Regions from separate parts of the Zea mays genome. Here regions 1 and 2 are each linked to region 3. The links are chromatin contacts, called in public Hi-C maps. All regions are on one chromosome and are shown on one strand. Each heading gives the region's core, a stretch centred on a gene start, on an enhancer-like site or on the middle of the called end of the contact. The rest is flanking DNA. Distances are from core to core; before and after follow the strand shown.

Region 1 (2,949 bases), core at 429-2,928, 220 kb after region 3:
GTCGCAATCACAGCCCCAAAGATCAGCAAAAGGGAGCAAGTTCCATCATGGAAAGTGACACACGTTTGATTCCATCCATTCATTGGGGAACAGGAACACAAGATACGTACGTACAATCTTTTCTCATGCCTATCCATGACCCACGCATGAATGTAGAGGAATGAGAGAGAAATGGCCATAAAAGAAACCCCAGCGCACTAGGCTTCAAATCACACTTGCAACAAGCTAAGCTAGAACATGATCAAAAGGCTCTCTCACTCTCATCTTCAGGGACCCTTAGCCCCTTCCATGGAGTGGCACTAAGAGTACGAGTGGACTAAGTAAGAGGGCTTCATAGAACAAAACCCTCGGATTCCGGATTATAAAAAATCTTCCAGGAACTAGAAGTACCTTCGAGATACTAAGTAGTAGTACGATCTTGTACTCTGTAACTAATAAGCAGTGGTAATAGTTAGCACGATAGCAAGCTGCGGTGCGGGTTACAATTGAATAAAAGAAGAAGGTCGTTTAGGGGGCTGAGAGAGCCCGGAGCTTCATGTCCTTGAGCGCCGGGTCCTCTAGAAGAAGGACCTTGTCCTTGTCCCTCACCCCAACCATGTGGAGGTGGTCGGTGTCATCCCTCTCTTTACCCCTGAACAACAGCCTCTGCTCCCGGGTCTTCAGTCCTGTCACCATGGACAGCATCACCTTCAGCTCCCCTACATTTTTTAGAGACAAGCTTGTTAATTACAACAGAGCTAAGAAGGACACTCTTTTAAATGGAGCTCAAACTGTCAAATAAACACGTCATTTAGACAACGATGGGAAAAACAGGATGAACCAAGGGTTCCAACATATGTGCAATTAATTTTGGCTGGTTCTAAGGCATCTGGCATATTGGCAGTCACTGCATTGCATGTATCAGCAGAAACATGACTGTTCGCTTGACTTTAATCTATATCAGCTTCTACTACTTCTGTAATATTTTTGTTTTTATAAATTACAGCTGCATAAATCTAAGCAGGCTGCTTTAATTCGAAGCGAACAGTCCGGACCCTGAGTGCATCCAGCAACTACCAAACACCTACTCCCATAGTCCCATTCACTGATGAGGAGGAACATAGCTGGATCTTTTTCTATTACTCCTACCCTTTTTTTCTCTCCTCATATAATAAGGATTCGATTCAGGAGGAAAGCTAAACAATTTCAATGGAAACTTGCAAGGAGGAACTAGCTATATGTGTGAAATCAAGTTCCAAGAACAAACGTGCTGCTGCCAATGTATCAGCACTTCAGCAGCGCCAGAAAATATGTACTACGTGTAAAGGGAATCCACCCATCGATCGAGCGAGAACGAGACGGAGAGAGAACCGAAAGACTGGCCGGAGCAGTGTACTCACCAAAAGTGGAGGTGGCTCCAATGGACACGTGATGCCAGGAGAAGCCGGTGGACACCCTGACCGTGACCGTCTCCTGGCCGCCCCTCCCCTCCTCCCTCTTCTGCACCAGCATCCCGCCGGGCCTCACCTCCCACTCGATCTCCCCTGCGCCGCCGCCGCCATTGTCGCCCCCACGAGGGGCCGCCTGCTGCTTGGACGAGGAGGAGCTCCTCTTGAAGAGCCTCTTGGAGTACCTCAGCTTGATCATCATGGCTGCTGGTTCCTGCTTGTGTGTCCCGCAACCGGTTTGAGGCTCTGTGGTGACTCTGGTGCCAGTGCCAAGGCTGTGTGCGCGTGTGGATATATATATAGGGCGGCGATCGAGGACCGGCGAGGGGGGGCGCGGCGGTTGCAACTTGCACAGGGGGGCTGGCAGGATGGCTTTAGAAGCGTGCCGTGCGTGTTGTTTAAAGTCCAGGGCCGGCGAGTCCAACAACGCCGCGGCATGCAATCTCTGCACAAGTCCAGAGTTAGCGCGGGGCCCAAAATGAATTCTTTTTAAGAAAAAAACAGACGAGGGCAAGCATGTTGCCCTTATAGACCTCGAAATGCTTCGAAACTTGCCTTGCGTGGAGGTCTATTTGTTGGTCTGCACATGGGAGGGTGACCAGGAATGATGAGAGGGCCTCGGATTGCGGCGAAGGACTGGATGATTGGCGGGATGGTCGGTTGCGTTTCTCTTTACGTTGTTTAAGGACCGCTATATAATAATGAAATGAAAGTACAGATAAAACGTTGTTGTTAGGGCATGTACAGTGGAGAGACACCAAAACGGTTCTCCAAGCACAGGAAACAAGTAAGAGACTCTATTGTACAATGGAGTGTCTATAAACGTAGTCTATTAATAAATACAGAATTAAATGTATTTGTATAGCATCAGATCGATAGAACAGACGACAAATTCGTACAGTGGGAAGTGAGGCGTCTGTTGCTACTTGGTTTACGAGCCAGAGGCGTCTCTTCACGGAGAGACGACTCTAAGATTTTTTTAAAAATAACCCCCTTAAACACCTTAATAGCCTCCACATTAAACACCATTGTACATGCCCTTAAGGGCATGTTTAGGATAGCTTTACTTCAAAAACTTCAACTTTAGTTTTCTAGCTTTACTATAAAATAACTCCAGCAAATTGTTAAGGTGGGTTCTAATAGCATTTGGCTTGCATATGGACTCTATCTTTTATAGTATAATTGATTTGTCTGAGTTTTCTTGATTACCCTTCATAATTAGTGGGTTGTCGCGAGAGAGAACGCAAGTTGTATGTTGTATAATCAGTGGGATGGTGGATAATTTTCGTATAGCTTTATGAAGAGATATAAAAATAGTATTTTTGAATCACCTTTTAAGGAGCTTCATGAATTTGATGAAACTTACTTCTAATTTCGATTTTTAAAAAGCTAGAGCTCGTGAAGCTGGACCTGTTTAAATGGAATAAGTTGGAACCAAGTTGAAATTCTTAAAGTGAAGCTCTCCCGAACAAGGTCGGCTTAACGAAGAGTTTCGTATGGCCGACCTGACGATGATGCCAAT
Region 2 (3,250 bases), core at 730-3,229, 210 kb before region 3:
TAGCAAACCCTCTTGGAGCGGGGTTTGTAGTCCTTCCCCTTCCTTTGTTTGACGATTTGCCAGAAGCTCTAGATGATAAGAGTAATCTCCTTGTTGTCGAGCTTGGAGGCGTTGATTGGGAGTCTACTTGATGGTGTAGACTCTTCCTTCTTTTCTTTCATTGATTTGAATGCAACGGGTTGCACCTCGGGTGTGGAGGTGGCGCCTTGCTCCAAGTTGACAATATGTTTGGAGTCTTTGATCATAAGTTGAAAGCTCACAAACTTGCTGATTACCTCCTCGAGAGCCATCTGTTTATATCTAGGATCTACACGGATTAGTTGTACTTGAGTGGGATTACGAAAGACAAGTGATCTTAAAATAACCTTGACCATTTCATGGTCATCCCAATTGGTGCTCCCAAGATTGCGGACTTGGTTCACCATCGTCTTGAGCCGGCTGTACATTGCTTGTGGCTTTTCTCCTTTGTTGAGGACGGATCGATCAAGTTCTCCCTCGATCGTTTCGCGTTTGGTGATTTTGGTCACCTCGTCCCTGTAACAACTTTAATCATATTTTGGATAATTTAGAAAACTTTATCCTAAGGTTTAAAAAATTATGGTTTAAAACAAGATATTTAAATGAAGGATCCTCATATAAATTAATAGTTTCAATTAAGTACAGGTTCAGAAGTATTCTTCATAAGACTTAAATTGAATTATCTTTCCATAAAGAGCAAACGAAATAAATAATCATAAAACATTAAGTTTTGAATAATATTTTAATTGGACAAACAATATAACTCTTGAAAATTTAAAGTTCTTTGTGTGTGTGCAACACATTCGTATCATTTGAAATACAATAGTTAATATGAAATATAAAAATAATAAGTATATATTGCACGCATGTCAAGATTTTGGTTGCTGCATTTAGATCAGAATTTGAAACTCTGATTTGAATTCAAAATTTGGAATATGAAACTCTAAAGAGAAAAGAAAACAGAAAAAGGAAAAAGAGAAAATATGCACACCTCTCACTTGGGCCGAAATCCCCCTCGCGGCCCATTTTCGTGGTCTGCGTGGCCCAACCAGCCGAGCTCGTGCTCGGACTCACTAACAATCGGGGCACGCGTTGTCAGTCGCTATGGCGCTCGTGCCTGGGTGTTCCATCTCACCGCCAGGTGGGCTCCTGATCACAGCTTTATCATCCCCTTCTTCTGTTGATTGTTGAGCCTGTAACAACCCACCGAAGGCTGCGCATGGTCGCTTCCGCCGTGGATCTCGGCCACCCTAGGCGATGCGGACCCCTCCCACTCCTTAGGCAGCGAGTATAAACCCATGTCCAATGACCTCTTTGCCATCCGCAGACCTTCGAATCCAACATAAGAAAGAGAGAGGGGGAGAGAAGGGTGTCGCCGCTGAGTTCATGTCGTCACCATCGTTAGACTTGAGCTGAGCCACGAGAGAGCAAGCATAGTGGGGTGTAGCGATCCTCGTAGTGTCCCCGCAGATTGGGGCATGGCCGGGCTTCGACACCGTGGCTGGATTGACGCCTTGGGAGCAGCTAGGCCCAGGGATTCCACACCGGTGCTTGGGCATCGCCGTCGGGCCACCATGCATCATGGAGCCGCTGTGTCGCGTTGACCGGATCATCTTCGCCCGGACCTGAGGTGAGGAATCCACCACATCGTTAGACTTACCATTCTCTCCCTATACCACCAGCTAGGCTCAAGATTTGGACTCGGGAGCGAGGATAGGTCGTGCTCCGGCCATGGTGCCAGGGCGTCTATGCTGCCGCTTGGGGCGGTCGGTCGATGGATGATTGCCACACCGTGGGATCCTTGGTAGATGGCCAGGATTAGAAGTCTTGTTTACCTATTTGGGCATTAGATCCTGGACACCGAATCAAGATCGGAGGGCAGTCATAGCATACCGGTTCACCAGGGGATGAGATCTTATCTTGGCCGCTGATCTCGGCATCAATGGTGTTCAGCGCATACCGGTTCGGGTCTTGCCTTGATTTAATCTAGGCCATCCGAAATTGATCTAACGACCTCGAATAGAGTGTACCCCTTCATTGACGCAATTATGCGAAAGAGACCCTGTGGTTTTTATTATTTTTCCACAGTCCGCCCATATACGAGGATCATTACAAAGTAGTCCAAGTTCTTACAAACCAGACCCTAGACTTTTTAGTAATTTAACCCGCCGTCCTTTTCCTATTTAGTGATTAAAGAAATCCGAGAACTATGGAAAAATACATATGATAATCATTTCTAGTATAAAAGTTAATATAAAATGTATAAAGAACTTATAAAATTCATAACTTTTGTGTCTTAGCTCTAATTTAAGCCGTTCAATATTTGTTGGCTTCGTAACAAAATTTCCCACACTAGTAACATTGTTTAGTCATGTACCATGTTTTCAAAATTAATAAAGTACTCAATTAGCTTCTATAAATACAATGGACGAAGCAATCTTTTAATCTGGTATATGGTTATAATATGACGAAGATATAATTTCTAACTAATTTATAACTTAGAATAAGGTTCGGTAAAGTTATTTCTTTGTAATATCTTTATCACATGAATTATAGTCAACCTAAAACATAGTTTTGTTATTTAAACACATAACTCCTTAGAAAATTGTACCTTTTTAACCGTAACTCCGATTTTAGTGATTCTCGAACAGACGATCTCGTTACGACGCATAGAATATTACTATACAGTTTGTGCTTATGTTTGGTGTCATGTTAATTTTGCCTATACCATGTTTGTTTGTATTGCTACTGTAACACCCCTGGTGTTCCAAGAACTAAAACTTGGGCATGTCATCATATGCATTGACATTTCATTATGTATGCTACACCTAGAGTGCATCCACTAGGCTAAAATCTCAAAACAACCTTGTGGTGTGATGACTTGACTTGATCTTTCACCCTAGGATAGGGTAGTTACCCAAGGATTAGAAGTATGTGGGTGTCTGAGATAACAAATTGAGTATGATCTCAAAAGTTAGTGGAGATGTTCAAAAGAGACTAAACTTAGAGAGTTTGAGTGCCACTTAAACCCTAGAACACTTAAACCCTAATAAGGACTCTAGAAACCCTAATTATTGTTGTATGAGATGAGATCAATTTCTATACACTTTTGGACCAAAGTGCATATATCAAAGTGGTAGAGTAACAAAAATTAAGCAACTTTTCCATTTGGAGATTTTCAAGTTTTGTGGAACAAATTGGAGTAAATTGCAAAAAGTCTCAAAGGCACCCA
Region 3 (3,262 bases), core at 169-2,668:
GTTCCATTCTAAATGATACCCTACAGTTCATGATATGTCCTTCAAGTAGCTCCCAAACATTTTCTTCCCTGGTCAACGCTGATGTATGCCTCAATTTCTTTTTACTATGTCCAAGATAGCCCAAGAGATGTAGGGAAGGGAGAATCAAAAGGAAGATGTAGTCATCATCCTCCTCCCTCCTAATGTGATCTCTGTTGCTCATGTCCATAGCAAAGCTAAAAGAAGCATCAAGAGGCATAAGGAAAACTAATTACTAGAGCTAGTTACGCATGTCATATAATTCAATTTCTTTAGGTTTTGGTTGGTACTTAGAAAACATGGGTCAAGCACTAGCACCCAGGATGGGGGATGCTCGTCCTCGCCGACTCTTACTAGAGCAGGGACAATTTGAAAAACAAGTTGTTAGATAATTAAACTGGTGGTAACTTTATCAAATTAAAAGTTCAGAATAGTGTGCTACCTTATCAAACAAACTACAACCAGAAAAATTCAGGTGCCTGTACTATTTGACACTCAGTTAGCCACAAAAAATGCATTAGACTAGCATTTCAGGAGGTGTGTGCCCTTCTTCAGAGTAAAGAAATACTGCTATCCCTACTGCCCACCATGCCAACCTCCTCCTTCTGCTGTTGCTATAAAACTCCAAGAGTCCTGTTGCATCTCTCGCTCACGACCAACGACATGAATCTGGAAGAGGTGGCGGCGTCCAAGTCCGGCAACAGCACGATGGCATTTTCATGGGAGCACGAGCCGCCAATCTGGTAAGAAGCAGGTCATCGCTGCCGACGGTGCACCCCTGCATGGAGGCTGTAAGCAGAAGAATGCTGACAAGCGCTAAGAAGCAGGCAATGCAAATGGACTCAACCTAAGAAACGTCGCGCGAGGTGGGGAGCGAGCGGCACACACGCATGTCGCACGAGCGAACAAACTCGACCCAAGAACCCTATCTAACAAAAGAGAGACCAACCGGAAAGAAGGCTGCTAGCATAGTAGAGGTTGCCGATGGCGGGGAGGATATCGCTGGCACAGCTGCCGCAGCTGCCGCTCGTATGCACCTCGTCTTCTCCGCTGCCGCCAATCCGGTGGCGGGGAGGATGTCGCCGGCGCAGCTGCCGCTCGTCTGCACCTCATGTTCTCCGCCGCCGCCAATCCACTGCTTGTATTTGTCGCTTACCTCGGATTTTTTTCTAGACCCTTCATAACATGGCTCTAATCCATAACCTGCTCGAAAAAAATTTAAATCTATGGGCTAGAATTTTAATGAACTTAACCGAACATGAGAAGTTTTAGACCTAAAAATTTTATTGTGCTAATCTGAATTTGTCCCCAATCCAGACATATCCGGCCTAGATGGGGACACCCGAACTAGGCTTATTTGTTCGACCTTAATCCCTCCTCCCCACCTGACCGCCAGCGCCAGCCGCGCGTGCGTTAATGCTGCCAGTGTCCGGCACGGCGCCACTCCTCGCTGGCGCGCCTCGGCTCGATGGGCAGCGAGCTGGGCACCCGTCATGCAGGCCGCCACTGCCTGCCAGCACCGCCGTCCCCATCGTCGTCAAGACTCTCCACAGTAACTACATCAGAGCCAAGTTGCGCCCGGTGCACCGCCGTGGACTCGGTTTGCCTCTGGTGTGCACCTGCTCCGGCCTCCGGAATCCGGATGCCTGATGCCAGCCAGTTCAGCCCTACCTGCGTGGCTGCGTCTGCATCTCTGCCGCTGCTGCTGTCTTCGCAGCTCGCAGGCCACGGTTCGTCTGCAAAACACTGGGCGGTGCCGGTGAGCCTACCAAACACGTCGATGAGTTTGACGTGTCCAAAGAGTGTGGGTACTTCGTTTTGAAACCCCCAGGCCATGTTGTTGTAAACCTGCGATCCATCCATTCAAAGGTTGCTTGCTACTTTGACTCGCATTCTTTGCTACACCGGACCTATATACATTTCTAATAAAACTACCACCACCAGAACTTCTTAAAAATCCAATTTGAAATCTGTCCGTCGATACGAACTCTACCAACGAGAGAGAATTTCTGTTCGTGTTCGGTTAGTCTTGGTACACCAGTTCCACCCACCACCAGAGAAAGCCCATCCCCGTTACTAATAAGTCCCGTCCAAAGCTCGACACCGCACCGCATCGACCAGCTACACGAATCAGACGGCGCCATGGCCGGCACGTGCGCCCACGTCGAGTTCCTCCGCGCGCAGCCGGCTTGGGCGCTGGTGCTGGCCGCCGTGGGCCTGCTCGTGGCCGTCCGCGCCGCTGCCCGCTTCGCGCTCTGGGTCTACGCCGCGTTCCTCCGCCCGGGGAAGCCCCTGCGCCGCCGCTACGGCGCCTGGGCCGTCGTGACGGGCGCCACCGACGGCATCGGCCGCGCCGTCGCGTTCCGCCTCGCCGCGGCCGGGCTCGGGCTCGTCCTCGTCGGCCGCAACCCGGAGAAGCTGGCCGCCGTGGCCGCCGAGATCAGGGCCAAGCACCCCAAGGTCCCCGAGGTGCGCACCTTCGTGCTCGACTTCGCCAGCGAGGGGCTCGCGGCCGGCGTCGAGGCGCTCAAGGACTCCATCCGTGGCCTCGACGTCGGCGTGCTCGTCAACAACGCCGGGCTGTCCTACCCGTACGCGCGCTACTTCCACGAGGTGGACGAGGAGCTGATGCGCAGCCTCATCCGGGTCAACGTCGAGGGCGTCACGCGGGTCACGCACGCCGTGCTGCCAGGCATGGTCGAGCGGAAGCGCGGCGCCATTGTCAACATCGGCTCCGGCGCCGCCTCCGTCGTGCCTTCTGATCCGCTCTACTCCGTCTACGCCGCCACCAAAGCGTGAGTTCCCCGGTTTCCTGCTCTCGAATTACTGCTTCCTGGCATCCTTGGCTATTTACTGGCTCGGTTGTTGGATAGATGGTGGTAGTGGTAGTAGGATTGATTGATTGAGAAAAAAAGGAGCATGCCTTTTTTGCCTGTCTGTACTTGGTTTGGGAACACTGGGATCGGGAATCAGAGAAAACGCCTTCAATGTGAACTCTTGGCTTGCGTGTTGGTCATGCCAGATTCTGATGGAATCATAGGGGGGAATTAGTTAGACACGCATTCAGATGCTACAACTAGTTGGGCTCTGAAATTCCATCAGTCTAGGATTACTTGAAATGTCCAGATCTGACGTATGATTCTTCTCCTTAGGGGAAATGAAAAGATAGGTAACTGCAATCAGTAAGCTACACATAAGCAAAGAACTTTGACGGTTAGGCGTACTAATTTTTGTATGTATTAGA

Evidence for each region. A called contact is a pair of places that touch in the nucleus more often than the background predicts.
Region 1: a contact with region 3 is called in a Hi-C map of tassel, with 2.8 times the contacts expected there. The contact joins the promoter of LOC100501619 here to the promoter of LOC103653730 in region 3. A contact is called at or near these places in 3 of 25 Hi-C or Micro-C datasets (ear, leaf and tassel).
Region 2: a contact with region 3 is called in a Hi-C map of tassel, with 2.6 times the contacts expected there. The contact joins the enhancer-like site here to the promoter of LOC103653730 in region 3. A contact is called at or near these places in 3 of 25 Hi-C or Micro-C datasets (ear, endosperm and tassel).

What each region holds. Positions count from the first base shown.
Region 1 is chr4:137,539,134-137,542,082 of Zm-B73-REFERENCE-NAM-5.0, reverse strand. LOC100501619 (Ubiquitin-like superfamily protein) reads right to left here and starts at 1,678. Exons shown (of 2, transcript NM_001196302.1): 1 at 1,380-1,678; 2 at 57-698. The coding sequence starts at 1,629. The coding sequence ends at 508.
Region 2 is chr4:137,970,045-137,973,294 of Zm-B73-REFERENCE-NAM-5.0, reverse strand. No RefSeq gene overlaps it. Among protein-coding and RNA genes, the nearest start is that of LOC542333, 130 kb to the left of the region's middle. Within about 2 kb of position 1,979, at least 18 of the 20 cell types and tissues checked have an H3K27ac peak or open chromatin away from gene starts, as enhancers often do. A contact at or near this core is called in ear and tassel, where this site is marked.
Region 3 is chr4:137,754,897-137,758,158 of Zm-B73-REFERENCE-NAM-5.0, reverse strand. LOC103653730 (very-long-chain 3-oxoacyl-CoA reductase 1-like) reads left to right here and starts at 1,418. Exons shown (of 3, transcript NM_001301522.1): 1 at 1,418-2,813. The coding sequence starts at 2,161.